Regions from separate parts of the Xenopus laevis genome. Here region 2 is linked to region 1. Evidence: chromatin contacts called from public Hi-C data. All regions are on one chromosome and are shown on one strand. Each heading gives the region's core, a stretch centred on a gene start, on an enhancer-like site or on the middle of the called end of the contact. The rest is flanking DNA. Distances are from core to core; before and after follow the strand shown.

What was found. Hi-C and Micro-C count contacts between places; a contact is called where the count stands out from the background.
Region 2: a Hi-C map of the XTC cell line shows a contact between it and region 1, with 3 times the contacts expected there. The contact joins the promoter of LOC108707495 here to the promoter of shroom2.L in region 1. A contact is called at or near these places in 2 of 4 Hi-C or Micro-C datasets (the XL177 cell line and the XTC cell line).

The regions. Positions count from the first base shown.
Region 1 is chr2L:79,582,707-79,589,668 of Xenopus_laevis_v10.1, forward strand. shroom2.L (protein Shroom2) reads left to right here and starts at 4,557. Exons shown (of 10, transcript XM_018246619.2): 1 at 4,557-5,699. The coding sequence starts at 5,487.
Region 2 is chr2L:79,740,097-79,747,058 of Xenopus_laevis_v10.1, forward strand. LOC108707495 (putative claudin-24) reads right to left here and starts at 3,167. Exons shown (of 1, transcript XM_018245494.2): 1 at 1,790-3,167. The coding sequence starts at 3,149. The coding sequence ends at 2,523.

The sequences.
Region 1 (6,962 bases), core at 3,307-5,806:
ACTCAATAGTAAAATCCAGGTCCCACTGCGACACACAACAGCAGCCTGACAGAAATCAGTTCCATCCTAAAGTGATGGCTCTTTCTGAAAGCACATGACCAGACAAAATGACCTGAGATGGCTGCCTACACACCAATATTACAACTAAAAAAAAAATAAACCTGCTGGTTCAGGAATTAAATTTTATATTGTAGAGTGAAATTATTTGCAGTGTAAACATCATAAAAACCCTGACAGAATCCCTTTAAGTATAGAAAAAATATATATATACCAGGGATATAAGTATACAGGAAGCAGACCCTGCTGGCTGGCTTAAGAAGTATAGGTGACTCCACATCACCTATGGGACCTACTGGCAATACACACACACACACACATATATATATATTTAGATTGTAAGCTCTTTTGGCAGGGCCCTCTTTGCCTCTTGCATTGGTTATCGGTATTATTGCATGTAATCTGTATGTTTATTGTTTATATACATTTATACACAATATCACAGTACAAAAATCTTACTGAAATTCAAAGCTTGAACATAATCCAAAGAAAAATGACATATGCATACCCAAACATGAAATATTTAACTTAAAGCAAACCCTTTACACCCCCTTCCACCTCCCCCCTAGGCCGTGGCCTGCACAACTTAGTCCCCTAGTGGTGTGGTGGGCTAAGTGTCCAGGTGTGTACATCTACTGCTATGGCGTCCCTTAAACACCTCTCCTGGAACGTCAGGGATCTAAATTCTAAAATCAAACGTGGTCTTATATTTCAATACGTTAAAAAATATGTCCCAGATATTGTCCTGCTACAGGAAACGCATTTGGTTGGTAGTTAAATCCTTGCACTTAAAAAAGCTTGGGTCGCCAAGATTATACATGCTTCCTACTCTACTTACTCCCGTGGAGTGGCAATCCTCATAGATAAATCGGCCAACATCAGTGTTCAGCAAATCTGTACAGACCCACAAGGTAGATATGCACTAATAAGATTCCTGTGGGAAAGCACTGCATATGTGATTGCCTGTGTGAACCTACCTCCTCCTGCCAACCTAGCTATCCTCTCTGAAATACTGGCCAAAACTTAGCAATTGGGACCCAGCCCTGCTGCTACTAATGGGAGACCTTAACCTGGCGCTGTCCCCTGTCTTAGATAGACATGTGCCCATAGACACAACTGCAAGCCCTCTTGCAGATTGGTGTGAAACCTACAATCTTATAGACCCTTGGAAGCATAAATTCCCTAGTCAAAAAACATACTCCTGCTTCTCTGCATCCCATGAGGTCGCCTTTAGAATAGACATGGCGCTAATGTCTAAACCCCTTCTAGCAGAGGTGCTTGAAGCCAAATACCTCCCAAGTGGTATTTCAGATCACGCCCCTTTAATGATTAGCCTGAGCTCCCAAAGGGACGCCTGCTCCCCACAATAGAGATTGCACCCTAAGTGGTTCCAAGTCACAGAGGTTTGAGAGCAAATGTTAAATGAACCAATGAACCAATCTGGGAGACATCTAAGGCCTTCCTGAGAGGTACATGTATGTCAGCGGTAGCCAACTAGAGGAAGAAACTCAATCAAAAAACTATACAGCTAGAGGGAGAAATTGAATTGGCAGAAGGGGAGTTTGCCAGGACCTCCTCAGCACACAATTTTGAATAGGTATCTAAGGCCCACAGAAGCCTTCAACTACACGGGGCTGACAAAACTAAAAAGAAACTCCTCCACTCAAACCACCTCTTATTTGAGAAAGGAAATAAGGGGGGGGGGAAGTTATTGGCGTTCCTCCTAAGGGAGACCACTGCTTCAACCCCTATCTCACAGGTACGCTCTCCTATGGGAGATCTATATGACAACCCCAAGAGCATCAACGACACATTTGTCCACTTCTACCAAACACTTTACCAGTTTACACAAAATGAATATACTCCAGACCCAAGGGAATATCTTAAAAACATCCCCTTAGAAAGTTTGTCATTACAGGACACACAAATCCTTAAAGGAACCTTTGTCAACTGAAATTAAAGATGCATATCCCTATTCCCCACTGGGAAAACCCCAGGTCTGGTAGGCATCCCAATGTAATCGTACAAACTCAACATGGACTCCCTGGCTCCTAGGCTCTTAGGCTGCTCCAGCTGTATGAGACAGCCTTTGAATCAGGAATTTTACCAATATTTCTAAGAGAAGCCTTAATAGTTCTAATACCTAAAAAGGGGGAGACCCATAGGAATATATCGACTACTGGCCCATCTCGCTTCTTTCCAATGATGTTAAGATTCTGGCAAAGGTATTATTCAATCGGCTTACTAAGGTAATGCTGTCAGTGATACATCCTGTTCAATCGGGTTTCATGCCAGGTGGGGCAATTGACATTAACATAAGTAGACTGTACACCAATTTGGATTAACCCAGTTGGGGGGCTATCCTGGAGCAGTGGTCTCCCTGGACATAAGGCATTTGATTCGGTAGAATGGAGATATTTGTGCAAGGTGAGGACACTTATGGGATTGGGCCTAAGTTTAAACAATGGGTTCAATTACTCTATACCAGCCCAATAGCACGAATTCACACTAACAAACTAGAGAACGTGACACGGGTGCCCGCTCTCCCCTTATCTATTTGCGCTGACCATAGAACCCCTAGAAATAGCGATCCGAACAAGCCCACAAATCCAGGGCTTTTGGGGAAGTAGAGATCCACAAAAATTCACAAGATCCACAAAAATTCAGAGAGTTGAATATAGACCCAACAATACAACAATTAAGCACAAACTTTATGCACTGGGCAGTCCTTCCACTCAATATTGTGTCGTATTAATCTTATAAAGATGGTAGTACTGCCCAAACTACTATACTTATTCCATAATTCCCCTACCCCCCTCCCTGCCAGTATGTTTGCCAGGCTAGACTCCCTGACTCCCCCCTTATATGGGCCAATAAGCAACCGCGCATAATCCTTAAGACCTTAGCAGCCCCAAAAAGCAGAGGTGGGCTATCAATGCCACGCTTCTACCACTTCTACCACTACTACCACACAGTTAGTCTATGTAGCGTGGTGGTTTTCCTCTTAAGCCGAAAATGTAGTCTTTCCTATGTCAGCAGAGGCACCTGGTTCGATTGAATCACTTGCTTATGTTCCCTTATGGGGGACTACTCAAAGGGGATGCCCCTCGTCTACCCTAAGCATGTTACCTGGTATAAAATCAAATATTTGGGACAACTATATGAAAACAAAAATTTTAAGACCTATGAAACTTTAGTAACCGAATATATACTCCCGAGAACAACGTGGTTCAGAAACCTCAAACTCAGACATGCAGCAAATAGCCAAATACCTAGTTTCCTACTCCCCCCCCCCCTGGGGTCTCCCTCTCAGTCCTCGAAGAAGGGCTCAGGGCACCTGTCCAGAAAGGGTTAACCTCCCGGATCTATTCTATACTCAGTAAGCAGAGGGGTAATCCCTTTGCCCAAAGTTATACTAAATGGACATCTGATATGCCACAGTTAAACCTAGAAGATTGGGAGGACTTTACCAACTCCTATTTATCCACTGTAATTAGTAGCAACGATACTCTAATACAGTACCATACAATACATAGAACCTGCCTTACGCAAGTGAGGCTGAATTCCATAGGCCTAATGGCAAATGTTTCAAATGTGGAGGCAGCCCAGGCACGTTTATGCATACTTTATGGTCCTTTCCAATAATTGATAAATTTTGGGCAAAAGTAACAACATTCACAGAACAAACTCTGGACTTGCCCAATATGCGATCACCAGAAGCATGTCTCCTGGGACTAGTGGAAAGTATAGTGCCCGACAAGCATAACTGCTCCCTGTTGCGGCCTTTATATTTCTATGCTAGGAAAACAATTCTTCTGTCATGGAAACTGCCCAAACCACCCACCCTGAAAAGATGGAAATCCTTGATAAATGAGGCTTTACCACTCTATAAACTGACCTACTTGAGCCGAGGCTGCCCAAACAAATTTCACAAAGTCTGGGGCCCATGGGCAGACACTGGACTCAGCTACAGAACAGGACAGCAGATAAACAACTCCTAAGACAGGAACATTTGAGTATACTGAACAACCTCCATGGCCTTAACCCCCCCTATATGTAGTGTGTCTGTTATAAGTTGAGGGGGAAAAAGTTTGTTCATTCATATGTACCCCTGCTTGTCGGGGAAAATGTAAAAAAGATGGTTCAAACACATATAAAGAAGAAATGCTTTATTATAGTCATCAACAAATATGTTGTTGTTCAAACAAATAAAGAAAACTTTTAAAAAAAAAAGTTACTTCAAACCCTGTACATTGGGTATAACAACTGCTTAAATAAATGTTTCTCATGGTGGCGGGGGGGGGGGGGGAACCTGAGGCTCTTTTCAGCTGTTATCGAACTACATCTTCCAGATTCCTTTGTCTGTCATGGCTTGCTGGGAGTTGTAGTTTACCGGCAGAAGGGGGAGACAACAGGTTGGAGATCCTGGCATTAGACAGTGTTATAATGTTATAATGACACGAGCATTCTCTCCAAGGGATAATCAGGGAGTGATTGGTAAGCACTAGTTGGGGGAAGGGAAGGAGCCAGCCTGCAGGGAAGCAACTCTATTTGCTTCTTCTTTTTCTTTCTTTCTGATATTGTGCTTCCCCCCCCCCCAAAAAAAATCGCAATCGTTCATCCTGGGCTGAGGAAACAAAAACAAGGCTCCAGTTGGAGGAAAGAAAAGCTTTAGTGTGAGGGGGGTGACCAGAGAGCAGGAAAGAGCCAGAACTGATTATTCATTCAGGTTGGAAGCAGCGGCTCAGTCACCTCTAGCATTGCAACCAGGAGGTCGGCTCCTACCAGGAAAGAGACACAATAAGGAACCGGGCACCTGCTGGGACTTGCGGACGGGCCTATTGCCTTATGATTATCATTTGCTCTTCAAGTTTGCCCCAATCTGAACAGGTGGTTTTTGGGTAACTGCTGAAATTGGCCAAGGAGATGAAGCAGGTCCTGGGTTTCAGATCAGAATTATCGTAGTTTATTGTTACGGCCCTGGGGGAGTTTTGTCTTATACTGATGGCGTTAGTGCCTGTGCACTGGGGGCAATGTTCAGTGCGTGGGAGTCCATAGGAGGCCCTGGCTGAACTCCCTGGAGGACTTTTCTTCTACTCGATTCGACATTTTGGATTTGCTGCTCATTTTTCTAGGTGCTCTGCTTGGAAACATTCCCAAAGTTCGTTTCAACAGAGAAACTTAGCCTTTGCTCAGCCTGTGGAATAAAGTAGCGAGACCGGCGAATTTGATCTGTCAGGAAATAATGAAAAGAGAATTGCGTTTCTTAAGGCAGTCGGATCTTTTTCTTGCAGCAGAGGGTGCATGTTGGTGTTAGGCTGCCTGCAATGTATTGCCTCCGCCTGGGAATTTGCTCATAAGAGGATCTGTCATTCATCACCCATTGCTCCTGGACTGCACAGTGTTGGTTTCAGTGCACAGCTACCAGCATGGAGAACCTGGAGCCAAGAGCTGGGCACGAGAGTTTTCTACCTGAGGATACAAGTGTTCAGCATGGTTTGTTGGATCAAGGGCAGACAGTGGTGGAGAGGAAACTAATGGAAGGCTACAGGCTGGTGGATGTTATTCTTACTGGAGGTGCTCCATGGGGATTTACTTTGAAAGGTGGCAAAGAACATGGAGAGCCCCTTATCATTACCAAGGTAAGGAGAACAAAATAAGCTACATGGATATAACTTAGGGTTGTAGAATGACACACTTATTGCAAGAACACATTTCCTGCTGGACAAATTACATTGGCTTCAAATTGTAGCACAGACTTCCATCGGGAACCAGTGGCACATCTTTCAGTTGTAGTTTAAACATTACTTTTAACACTTTACAGGCTCTGGCTCTGTAGAGTCAGACCCTGTATACTGAGCATTGCTCTGAAAACACGAGTGTACGTGTTCGCATTTAACCTCTTTAAATTAGTACATTTTGATTCACTGAATGCTACATTTGTGAATGACATGTCAGAGCTAGAATGCAGCAGGGTGACTGAGCTAATGACTATATGCGTTGGTTGGTTGGTTCAAACAAATAAATACAACTTTTAAAAAAAAAAGTTACTTCAAACCTTTTACATTGGGTATAACAACTGCTTAAATAAATGTTTCTCATGGTGGGGGGGATCTTGAGGCTCTTTTCAGCTGTTATCGAACTACATCTTCCAGATTCCTTTGTCTGTGTGGGTTGCTGGGAGTTGTAGTTTACAGGCAGAAGGGGGAGACAACAGGTTGGAGATCCCAGCATTAGACAGTGTTATAATGACACGCGCATTCTCTCCAAGGGATAATCAGGGAGTGATTGGTGAGCACTAGTTGGGGGAAGGGAAGGAGCCAGCCTGCAGGGAAGCAACTCTATTTGCTTCTTCTTTTTCTTTCTTTCTTTCTTTCTTTCTGATAGTGTGCTTGCCCACCCCCAAAAAATCGCAATCGTTCATCCCGGGCTGAGGAAACAAAAACAAGGCTCCAGTTGGAGGAAAGAAAAGCTTTAGTGTGAGGGGGGTGGCCAGAGAGCAGGAAAAAGCCAGAACTGATTATTCATTCAGGTTGGAAGCAGGAAGCAGCAGCTCAGTCACCTCTAGCATTGCAACCAGGAGGTCGGCTCCTGCCTCCTACCAGGAAGGGGACACAATAAGGAACCGGGCACCTGCTGGGACTTTCGTACAGGCCCATTGCCTTACGTTTGTCATTTGCTCTTTAAGTTTGCCCCCCTCTGAACAGGTGGTTTGTGGGAAACTGCTGAAAGTGGCCAAGGATATGAAGCAGGTCCTGGGTTTCAGATCAGAACTATTGTAGTTTATCGTTACGGCCCTGGGGGAGTTTTGTTTTATGCTGATGGCGTTAGTGCCTGGGCACTGGGGGCAATGGTCAGTGTGTGGGAGTCCATAGGAGGCCCTGGCTGAACTCCCTGGAGGACTT
Region 2 (6,962 bases), core at 1,917-4,416, 160 kb after region 1:
GCCATATGTGCTAGTAAATAATGTGATTGAAGAATTTATTATAAAGGGATAAAATTAATTGCATCAGTTGAGTATATTATTGCATTTAACTCCTTAATATATCACAGTCAACATAAGAAGAAGCAAGGATAGAATGTAGAAAGGTACAGAATGCTTCTTTAGTCCAATGCTTCTAATCTAACACTATACTATGGGGTAATAAACCCATGTGGTCACCATAAAAGTCACAAAAAATACAGTATGCAGTAAACAGTTGTTTGAATCCTTTAAAAAAAAAAAAAAAATAGGGCATGTGAAAACCATGAGGATAAAAGTGTATTTAAAATGCACCAACCTCATGAACCATCAATTTTTAGACACTGCATGCCTCCCCACCCACATGTGTGGAGCCATTGATTGTAAGATGGATATGCAGAATGAATATTTCCCTGCTGTAGAAGTAGTAGAAGAATATATGCCAGCTCTACTAGTCATGTATGTTCCCTCCATGATTGTCCTATGTGAGAGACAAGACCAAGAATGTATAAAACAAAGGTAAGTTGTCTAGATCAAGTTCACCCTCTCAAGCATTTATGTGAATGTGTCCAAGTTTTGGTACAAAATTCTGAATAACCACGGTATTTAAGCTGGACCCCCTCTGAAGTAATGGGAAGAAGTGTATGCAATGGAATTGGAGTCATTCAGACCAACTAAGGAAGAAAGTCCAACAGCTGCATTTATTGGAGGAATGTAAATAATATAGTACATATGACCCATACAGGGATAATATGTACTTATTCACCAAAATATTTTTTTTAAATATACCTCTACCCCTGCTTACAACCCTTGCACTTGGTGGGATTTCATGTTACTACAGAAACTGTATAAAGAAAGTTACTTCAGAAGTTTTCCAGATACTGAAGACAAGGCACTCAAACACATACTTGCAAACAAAAGGTGGTTTACAAGTCAACAGAGATTAAAGAACCATAATTCACTAGAGGCAAACTGTTAGGTAGCCCCAGTTTTTTCCCCTGGGCTTTTTGCAAACGTCCTTAGGCATTGCCTCCATCTTTACTGTCTCTGTGCGTTGTCCATATAAACAAACTGACCTACCAAGTCCAGTAGTGTAAGATTGAAAATGTTTTCGTTTAGCCAAACAGTGCAGATTCAGTTGGATTTTGGACTCTTATCAGCCCGTCTATGGCCATCTTTATTCTACGGAGCGACACCTAGGATAAACAGGAAAGAAAGCCACAGAGTGCTGCTTTCAAAGTAGTTGAACCAGATGCCCAAGGGCCCGGTGGGCAAAATTTGCAACCACTGGGCCCGCCATTCCCTACCAATTGCCACCAGCTCATCGCCACCATCAGGTCCCGTGGGAGACGGGACCCCCTGTCCACCCCAGATCCTTCCACAGTTGAGAGTTTAGACAGAAACAGTGGGCTGCTGATATTGGTGCTGGGAGAGGGGAACTATGGGGGGGGGTATTTATCATGCTGTGTAAAACATTGGAGAAAAACATCAATGGTGAGGGTGCCCATAGCAGCCAATCAGCAATTTGATCAGAGAATTAGACAGAATTAGACAATTAGATTAGAGAATTAGACCATCACCTACAAGTTAAAAAATAAAAGCAAAGATCTGATAATCAAATATTTTATTAGGGATGCCACCATAGTTTTAGCCCCACACACTAACAATAGGCTGCCAATTAGCTCAAATACAATCTAGTTTGCATCCAACATCTGTATGAGTAGAGTATGACATAATCTAACTGGTAAAATAAGTCTGGTATAATAACTTTATATTCAACCATGTAAAGGTATGGCTATGCATGTATGTATGTATAATAACTTTTGGACTACAAATGCACCATACTGATATAATTTGCTGATTATATGGTGTAGGTATATTTGATATACAGAGTTCTATGAAATCTCAAATGGTACGACTATTAAAAATATAATCATTTCACTGCAAACAAGTCCAAACAAGTCATCTTTTTTTTATTTATTTATTTTCTTGCCTCATCATTTTCAGAGCTAGACAAATTAATTTCTCTAACCCGAGAAACATTTTCTGTATAAACTACACATTCTAGCAAATGCAATCTAGGCCAGGTCTGTAGTAACAAAGCATATATTGATTTTACAAGATCATCAAAAATAAACAAATTCAAATATGCAACTTGTGTGGGAATTTTCTGGCTTTTACATGTATTTGGGCTGAATGGGAAATTGCTATGCCTACAGCTTGGGCTTGCTGAGGGGTGGGGGCTAATTCAAAAAGCATGTGAGTAAAGTACTTACACAAAGGCTCCTATTATTCCCAGATTACCCTTCATTGTAAAACAGCACACATGTGGAAAAGAAAAGACATTATTTGTGACTTGACATTCCTTTTACTTCTAAGGATAAAACAGTAACACTTCTGTGATTTATCTGCATTTTATTGAGAAGAAATATTTTACAATTTGAATAGTAAAAGCAGTTTGATTATAAAAATGTAATTCTGGAATAAATATTAGCAATAATAGACTTTTAGACAGATTCAAGGTTTATGGTTGTAGCATTTGAACCCACTGGTGAAGTTTCTCCTTGGCCACTGTAGAAATGGGAAACAATGAGTACACTTCCGCCTGCTATTAAGAATAACCCACCAGTCCAGCCAGAAAACATAGCACTTCCATATTCAAAACGAGGAATGTCTTTGGGTAAGTTCCAAAATTTCACAAAGGCATCATAAGCAAAGTAGGATACAAAACAGGTGGATGAGGCGCCGGCTAGTAAAAAAAGACCTCCTCCAATCATAATTGCTATTTTTCGAACATATTTATCTTGGTCATCAAGACACTTCAGACAGGTCAGTGCAGGTGTGGAGACCATAAATCCGAGCACCCCACAGGATACCGAAAGACACATAAGTACACGACCCAACTGGATCTGAAGAGGCAAGTCAAGGATAGTTTGGAAATCTTGACATACTCTTGAACCCACATCTTGAATGGCACAGGTCTGCCACAAACCAAGTTGATAGCTTTCATTGACAAGCATACCTGACGAGACAATCAACCAGCGAGGTATGAATAAAGCCACCAAGCAGCAGATGTAACCAATTAGCGAAAGGAACAGAGCTGCAAGTTCAGTAAGGCAAAGCCCTGAATCCATTTGAGCGGCTCTGTCTTCTTTGCCTCTGTGTGGAATGACTGGCTGCCAGCAAAAGGCAAGCTTTCACATACCCATCTGAAGGCTGCCTTGAATAAATCAATGTCTCTTTTTCTATTTCTGAGCCTACAGTGTTCTGTCACATATGCCCTATTGTGGTCAGATGCTATCACAACTCTCAAAAAGTAAGTTGAATAAATGTGCCAATTCTTCTAAGAAAATAATAGGACTAAATCACACGAGCTTTCTACTGGTGTAAAAAAATGAAAATAATATTTATGTACTATATCAGGAATGAAGTATAATTTTTCATGTACTGGAGTGGATAGAGATGCAGATATTAATAAATGGTCATTATTTATAATCAGACTAGAAACAAATCAATCAACGAAAAATGAAAAAATGAAAATAATATTTATGTACTATATAAGGAAAGAAGTATAATCTTTCATGTACTAGAGTGGATACAGATGCAGATATTAATAAATGGTCATTATTTATAATCAGACTAGAAACAAATCAATTTAAAGAATTGTATTATTGTTTTTAGATGGGACAATTGTGATCAAAAAAGTTTATAATTAAATTCAAAGAAATGTCACTGTAATCACAGGGACTGTAAACGGACACATTTTTTCACACTTTTCAGCATTTTTTTCATTCATACTTTTATATTCGGATCTTTTATACCCTCCATGGCATATGTGGTTTTAGAGAAATAGAGTTTAATTGTGGTTTCAAATTGTGGTTTCAAAAAGCTGTAATCTAAAAAAAAATTCTAAAGAAGAGAATCCTTGAATGGTTGTTTCTAAGAGCCTCAAAAAGAACTGCTTACTTGGTGAGATCAAAAGATGAGCGGATCTTACCACTGGTTACTAGAGGAGACAAAAATGCTGCTTATTGTAACTTTAAGAGATGAATTTACGGTTTTCAAACCAGAAATTCAAAGAGCGCTTCTCTGTGCTAGCAACCTGGACTCCCTGGACCCCTCTGGGATGGCAGCAGCTGCAAGCCACTTAAGGTGGAAAAGGGGCTAGAATCGCCCCTGAACTGTACCCCTGCATGGTCACCATGTGGTGGATAATATTGTGCTCAACCTAGGGCCAAACAATCAGTTCAAAACAACAGGGATACAGGCTGACAAGCTGATGTCCACATTAACAAGCCAATGCCATCTTAACCCTAACAGGATTTTCTGCCATATATCTTTTGGGCAGGCACATTGGAGGGCACCATACTCGGTCTGGATGGGCCAAATTGTCAGCTTAAATGGCCTCCTCACCCCCTGTGTATGGCCTCCTCACCGCCTGTCCACAGTTAGTCCCTGATTTGAATGAATCTGCAATTATAAAAAGAAAGGGCATATGAAGACAGACCTCAAAAAAAAAAAGATTTCATTGGCTCATTCCTCTTAAATTTATTTTTTTTTTCACAAAAAGGGCATCCCTTTTCATTCTGTGCAATATAGTCAGTTTTGCTGCAGAAATAGCATTTAACCACCTGCAAACTTGGATATTCACACCTTATCTGGACACCAGGTCTGCAACATTATCAGGGTTGTCACCTGTCCGGTTTTGACCTGGAAAGCCCAGTTTCCAGGAGGGCTGTCCGGGTCAAAATTGCCTGCCCAGTTTTCCTAATTTGGAAAACCGGGCAGGATTCCCTAAGATTGATGTGACAATTGGTCAATTGCTAATTGCCACACCATAGCTCCAAATACCCACCTTTGCAGCATCACTACCCCAAACCACTACCATCAGCGCTATCAATGTTCCTAAACGGGGAATGTTTTTCTATATAAAAAAATTCTATTAACACCCTTTGGTAACGATAGGCTAGTTAACTGCTCACCAATTACTTTAATTGGTTCGGGTGCATCAAGCCCCGAACCCTGCTCTTAAGAGTTAAATCAGCCTCCTCTTCAATAGTGTAGTTCAACGACTCTCAAAAGATAAAACTCTTACCAAATCGATGTTTTGACCCGGGTGCAGCCGCCCCGAGTCCGTCGCTAAGAAATTCACGGCAGTCACAGCGTTCAATCTCTTTGCGACAGCGCACTCCGGATCCCACACACAGACCGCCGAAGTCAGGTGTTATAGTTAAAAGTTATAAGCTTTATTTGAACATTAGATATATGTAAAAGCGTCCAAGGTCTGACGCGTTTCATGTCTACGAACTTCCGCATCACTACCCCACCCACAACATAACTACCCACCCCCTTGACATAACCATCCCGCCCCCGACCCGGAGTTACAGTGGGGGAAAGGTGGCAAACCTACACATTATGGATCCATCATGGGATGCGCCCACTATAGTTCACCGTAAAGAGCCACAAACAGTGACATAACTACCATACAGTAGACCTGCAGTCACAGGGGTGCCTGCAAAGATTTTTCTTTTAGGGGAGCAGGATCCTTCTAGTTAAGCCACTGGAACTAATCCAAATTTTATTGTAAATTGTGCAACTACATAGATCTGCGGAAGGTATGTGTACAGATTATAAGAAACCCCAAGGATTTTTCATTTTCACAAATCGTATTTTATAGTGCTAAAAATCGTGGATTATACTAATTACTCTAAACCACAAAAAATGTGTAATTTATTAAGCTTTAAAAACCACACAAAATACTAACACAAAACTTCATTAGCTAAAAGTTGCCAAGGTTTTTCATGGTGTCAAAAAAACACTAAAACAAATACAAATTTTGATAAACTGACATTCTAGAGTCTTCTAGCAGAAATCATTTTCTAACTTTTTTCACCAGTCATGGAGCTCACTTTCTATTGTGTTATATTGTTTTTTTTTGTCTTAATATGATTGTCTTTTTTCCAATGTCACAGCATTATGGGGCAAATTCACTAAGCGCCGGAGCGCCGAACGCTAGCGTTGCTTCGCTAGCGTTTGGCATTTTCGTTACTGCGCAAATTCACTAACGAACGCTGGCATAGATTCGCTAGTGTTACTTCGCACCCTTACGCCTGGCGAAGTTTCGCTACGGACGTAACTACACAAATTCACTAACGCGCGCAGTGTTCTGAACGCTACCTTTTACGCTAGACTTCCTTCGCCACCTCAGACCAGGCGAAGCGCAATAGAGTAGATAGGGATTGCTTCAAAAAAAGTCAAAAATTTTTCTAAGTCACAAAAAACGCTGGCGTGTTTTCTACATTATGGGTGATAGGCTGAAAAAGATCGAATTTGGGGCTCCCCTCCTTCCCCCCTACATTTCCTGACTCATGGCAACTTACCTATACAGTGGGCACGTGTAGGGCAAAATAAAATTTTTATTTGATGTTTTGAAGGTTTTCTAGGCATTTGTAGTGCTGATACGTATTCCTCCATTGAAATTAGAATTTGGCGCCGTATGCAAATTAGCCTTCCCTAGCGTAACTTCGCTTCACTTAGCGAATCAACGCTAGCGCAACTTCGCAACCTTACGCTACCCCTGAGCGCAACTTCGGATTTTAGTGAATTTGCGAAGCGCTGGCGAAACTACGCCTGGCGAAGTGTGGCGAAGTGCGGCGAAGTTACGCCTGGCGCAACTACGAATCTTAGTGAATTTGCCCCTATAAGTTATATTTTTTTTAATTCTAAGATTTTTTTTTTTTAATTACGAAAAGTGACCTTCTACTAAAGTGCTAAAGTATTTGATTACCAAACTCCACATGCAACATTTTACTTTTTTCAGTCCATCATTATCAAGATCAAATTCTCCATACAGGATGTAATAGTTTTTGCCACCTCTAAGCAGGCAGTTTTTAATATAAGAAGAAAAAAAAATTCAGAATACAAAGAAACACTCATTTAAAAAATGT